2 separate regions of the Danio rerio genome follow, and region 1 is linked to region 2. A link is a contact called in public Hi-C data. All regions are on one chromosome and are shown on one strand. Each heading gives the region's core, a stretch centred on a gene start, on an enhancer-like site or on the middle of the called end of the contact. The rest is flanking DNA. Distances are from core to core; before and after follow the strand shown.

What was found. A called contact is a pair of places that touch in the nucleus more often than the background predicts.
Region 1: a contact with region 2 is called in a Hi-C map of hematopoietic stem cells, with 2.4 times the contacts expected there. The contact joins the promoter of si:zfos-1451h6.1 here to the promoter of si:ch211-253b8.2 in region 2. A contact is called at or near these places in 2 of 18 Hi-C or Micro-C datasets (hematopoietic stem cells and an unstated tissue).

What each region holds. Positions count from the first base shown.
Region 1 is chr11:7,242,032-7,244,731 of GRCz12tu, forward strand. It overlaps si:zfos-1451h6.1 (a long non-coding RNA gene), which reads left to right and starts at 1,422. Exons shown (of 6, transcript XR_012386979.1): 1 at 1,422-1,464; 2 at 1,804-1,855; 3 at 2,054-2,127; 4 at 2,334-2,403; 5 at 2,607-2,678. It overlaps LOC137496759 (small nucleolar SNORD12/SNORD106), which reads left to right and starts at 1,891; the gene lies at 1,891-1,984. It overlaps LOC137496756 (small nucleolar SNORD12/SNORD106), which reads left to right and starts at 2,171; the gene lies at 2,171-2,264. LOC137496758 (small nucleolar SNORD12/SNORD106) reads left to right here and starts at 2,445; the gene lies at 2,445-2,538.
Region 2 is chr11:7,078,257-7,080,956 of GRCz12tu, forward strand. It overlaps si:ch211-253b8.2, which reads right to left and starts at 1,384. Exons shown (of 3, transcript NM_001201560.1): 1 at 1,059-1,384; 2 at 1-70. The coding sequence starts at 1,248. zgc:173548 reads right to left here. Exons shown (of 2, transcript NM_001105705.2): 2 at 2,537-2,700.

The sequences.
Region 1 (2,700 bases), core at 172-2,671, 160 kb after region 2:
TCGTGTTAATAAGATAAGAAAATGAAGAAAATATATTTTCTTTTTATGTAAAACTTCTGTTTTATAATTAACAAAACCAAACAAAACATTTTCCCATGGTAAGAAAAGTCTTAATCAACATTCTCAATCACAAAAAGAGAAAAATCTTTAAAGCAAACTAGAATAACTGCATTGCCAAAATAAGTGAACTAGGGAATCGGGTTGTTACTTACAAAATGAAATTTTTATTTTATTTTATTTTATTTTGTTTTATTTTATTTATTTATTTATTTATTTATTTATTGCAAAAAAAAAAAAAAACAGTTGACAAGTTTGTTGCAATATTTGTTTACAATACAGAATATTTCATTGTCAATGAAAAAAGATACAAGAGAAAGAAAGAAAGAAAGAAAGAAAGAAAGAAAGAAAGAAAGAAAGAAAGAAAGAAAGAAAATAAAGAACATGAAATAAACTTGAGGGTAAGATATTTAAGAATCAGTTACAGTACATAAGTTAAAGTCATTACAAAATAAAAGTCTTCTGTTTGCTTTCTTATTTTTAGATAATTAAATTAAATGTAAATAATGACTAAATTCTTGCAACAAAAAAAACAGGAAAATATGGTTTGGTATTAGTAAATTTGCAATTGGAATGGAATTGACAAAGAAAATAAATTAAATTGATCTTTTCTAAGTTTATAATGCTTTCCCAGAAATGGGTTGCAGCTGGAAGGGCATCCGCTGCGTAAAACATATGCTGAATAAGTTGGCGGTTCATTCTGTGGCGACTCCAGATTACTAAAGGGACTAAGCAAAAAGAAAAGAAAAGGAATGAATGAAGTTTTTTTTTTTCTTTTAATGATTGAAGTTTATTTTTTATTTTATTTTTCATTTTTTTAATCATAACTGTTTATAATAACAGATTTTTTGATATAGTGTCTTTTGTTTTTCCAAAGAAAGTCAAAAAGCATTCTATCAACCTCAGCACAGAAAAACTTGTTCACAAACTGAGAGAGCAGGATATGTTACTCTTGAAATACCCTCAGCTTTGGCAAGGAGTGCCCTCCCTCTTAAAGACAAGTCCCTTTGAAGCCAAGAATTAAATTTTTTTTTTGTTTTGGCAATTACTGGGTCAAAATTTAATTTACCTCTAATATTATCATCTTTGCAAATAGTTAAACCTAAGTAGCATACTTGAGATTTGACAGGGATATTATAAAGAATAGAGGCCGAGCAGGACTTTATAGCAAGCAGCTCACATTTATCTAAATTTAGAGTCAAGCCTGAAGCTTTTGAAAACATTTTAATATATTTAATAGCATGAGGAATCTGTGATTCATCCTTTAGAAAAAGAGTGGATGATTGAAGTTTATAATGCTGGAACAACGCTCTCGCTGACGTAATGGCTTGAATAACTGCGCATGCGTAGGGACTATATAACCTAAGTTCGCTCATTCTTCCTTCCCACTTCCTACTCGCTTTTGAGGTAAGCTGTGTGTATATTGTAATTATTCATAACATTTAATTGTAAGTACGCGTTGAATAATTGCATTGTAGAAGTGTTTACGGTCAAATCGGAAGTATGAAACAACAAATCAGAATTTTGATGTAACTATATGCGCTGGACACGTGGCTAAGTTCGGCGCACGCGGGAAATGTGCAACAATATATACTTTTGTTAAAGTGTTGCATTTACTTGATGAATCTGGCTAAACCGTAATCGTTACATAAACGTTGGTCTGCTACACAAATGCTGCACTATAGGCAATATTTTTAAACGCCATTATTATTAGTATTAATTAGCTTTTTCTTTCTTTTTATGTAGGATGTTGACTTCGAAATCATGGAGTTTTGCCCTTGCACATTCTCAGATCTCGGTGAGTGTATCATTAACACCGTATTCTGCTTAACTTCTGGTAGCAATGATGACTTAATCTTTTTTCCCCAGCAGATCGACTCTGTTGACTTATAAAACGAAAATAAGCCAAATTATCTGAGCAACCTAATGGCTATTATAAAGCCATTGTTTTAAATATTTCAGTGCAATTGACCATTTGTTAACATTTCCTTCACAGGTCATACTCCAACCAAACAGATGACCCCCACGTTTAAAATGGTGTAATAATAACCCCATCATACTCTGAAGCAGGTAAAGATGGCTCTATTTTTTAAGACCTTTTGTGCCATTTTTATCTGGTGCACGTGATGACTAACCTTTTTTTCCCCAGCAGATCGACTCTGTTGACCTTTGAAACGAAAATAAGCCAAATTATCTGAACAACCAGACCGCTACAATAGAGCTATGGTTTTAAGTATTTCAATGCAACTAACCATTGTTTACCATTCCCTTCACAGATCCCTCCCCAACCAAATGGATATTCCTGCATTTGAAAGGATTTGAGAACCCCATCATACTGTAAAGCAGGTAAAGATGGATCTGTTCTTTAGACCTTTTGTGCCATTTTATCTGGTGCACGTGATGACTAACCTTTTTTCCCCAGCAGATCGACTCTGTTGACTTGTAACACGAAAAATAAGCCAAATTATCTGAGCAACCAGATGGCTGCACTAAAACTGTGGTTGTATAAATTTCAGTTTCAATTAACTTGTTACAATTCCTCTCCTCAGAGATCATGCTTCAATCAAATGGATGGTCCTGAATTTAGAAGGATTCAATAACCCCATCATACTCTGAAGCAGGTGTGGATACATTTATTTTTCT
Region 2 (2,700 bases), core at 134-2,633:
TTTACTCGTATTTCTGAGATGTCTGAAGCCAAGGGAGCTTGCGTGACTTCACCTTCGGGCATTGGAGTATCTGTGTGACATGAAGCATAAATAATATTCAGTTTAATTCAATATTACATTGAAAACTCATTTCTCTTTGATAAAGTCTAAAACACACCACAAAGGTTTTGTTCCTATGATATTTAAGAGCAGTGGTCCTCAAAAACCAGGCCGCAGACCGTTACCGGTCCGTGGAATAAATTGGTACTAGGTCGCACAAGAAAACATTAACTTTTTCTGTTTTATTTATTATCTGAGTCTGAACGATCTTTGAAATCTGAAAGTCTGAAATCTATTATTTTGAAAAATTACGGTATTCTCTCGCTTACATTTCGGTCACTTGAGCGTCAAAATTTTACCCACAAGCAGCAAAATGTGTAAGAAACAGATGTTTTTAGAAAGATTCTTTGCCAAGGGGAAAGATCCAGAAAAGAATCCGCAAACTGCCAAGGAATGGATCAGCAACCCATTTACCAACAAATCAGGATTGATTAAGTTTTTAAAATAAAATCAGTTGTGTTGTAAATATTTATATCTATAATATATTGGTTATCAGCCTCCAAATCTTAAGAGTTATCGGTTATCGATGTCGGCCCAAAAAACCATATCGGTTCATCCTTAAAATAAACTAATTGACAATCAAAAACATTTAAAGGTTTAATTAAAAGATCTGAAATTAATTCATATAACATAAACAGAAAATGTGACAGCTCTTGCATTCTATACGAGTTAAATTATAGTGTTATAAATCTTATTTTAAATATTTTAACAACTATTAATATAGCACTTTAAATAATATCGAGGTTCAGTAATTTAATCTGATATATTTTAAGTACCAACAGCTGATACCATGTAAACAGACTGACAGATAACTTTACTACAATGGTTACGTGGTAAAAAAAAAAATACGTAAAATAATTACAGTAGTTCGACAGCTAACGCTTAATAAGTATGCGACTTTTATTGAAAATTTTATAAGTAAGAAATAAAGGGAATATTAAGCAAATCACAAGACTAACCATGGTGTGCTTCTGCACGGCTGCAGACTCTGCTTTGACTCAGCGTGTTCCTGAGACAGCAGTTCTCCTGCTTCAGACGCTCGATCTCCTGCTCGTATTCAGTTATGCTGCCTTTGACAGCGTCGAATATCTCTTCGGCTACTGCAGTCATGCGCTTCAATAAGAAAGAATGAATAGACACAAGTCCCATTTTGGTTGCTTTTGTAACAAACTCGTTCTTCTTCCGTATCCTCACAGCGTCCTTTCTTCTTCCTCACCTTTTCTTCTTCCTTGTGTTTATTAGCGGGTTGCGCCAAATTTTTAGCTGCATACCGCCATCTCATGTACTGGAGTGGGAAACGATTTCAGTCTGTTTACTTCCCATTTCCGAGTCCTCTACACTTTATGAAGTTTAAAACTAATTTTGTTTTTTTTACCAGACTCTTCCTTTGTTTAAAGTGTGCCACATATATATGTTCTGAAATTTGCTTTCTATAACAGCAAGCTCAGCTGTTGACGTATTTCACACAACCCTGTTTCCTTTCAAATAAACAACAGAATTGAGTATTGTATGTCTGCTCTTTGGTCTTAAAATAATCTGATCTACTCTACTAAAATGAACACTCCACCTTTTTGAAAATCAGCATCTAGCTCAAAAATGTAAAAACATAAGGGAGTGCAGGGCACAAAGTTACGCGGGGTTAAATGTAACACAAAATTGTCCGTAGTGTATAAGTGTGTGTGTGGATGTTTCCCAGAGATGGGAAGGGCATCCGCTGCGTAAAAATGTGCTGGATAAATTGGCGGTTCATTCCACTGTGGCGACCCCAGATTAATAAAGGGACTAAGCCAACAAGCAAATGAATGAATGAATCAATGTAACAGAGTTTTAAGGTATTTGCTCACACTGAAAAAAAATATTCAGAGATGACTCCTTGGATTTACTCAATTTTTTTTACGTAAGGTGGTTGTAAACAATTTATTAGTGTTGAATTTAAACGAACAAATTAAGTTGAACATTAATAAACTTAATTTGTTTGTTTATATTCAACACAAATAAATTGTTTGCAACAGTTCTGCATGCAACACTTTTTTCAGAGCAGGGTTAACCATGGCATGCTTCCGAAGTTTTCAGCACAGTGTCAGCAGACTTCTTCCTCCCAATTATTGGAAAATTTCGGCGAAATTTAGATGAGAAACACAGGAGAAACCATTTTTGTATCATAAAAGTATTTTTATTATAATCTGGAAGTCAAGTTATTATTTGTTGTTCCTAAAACTTGAATAAGTGACTTTTGTCAGGTAGTGTACGTTGGTAAAAATCCCTAACATTCCATGACTTAAAATAATTTCAAAATTCCATGTCTTACTTCAATAGACCATCTAAAATTCCATGATATTCCAGAAATTAAACGTTCCGTGGCAAGTCGAACCCTGCCAATATTACCAAGCAAAACATATTCAAGTATACAGACATTTAGTAAACAAATTTTCAAGACTTTTTCAGAACTTTAGTTTATTTTTCCAGAACTTTTATAATTCCATATAACAGAATCACCCCGATTGTCATCTCAAATATTTTGAACATTTCACTACAGTATAAACTAAGGTAAACATGTAAGGTGGAATATTATTTGATACAGAAACAATTTGACCAGAAAAT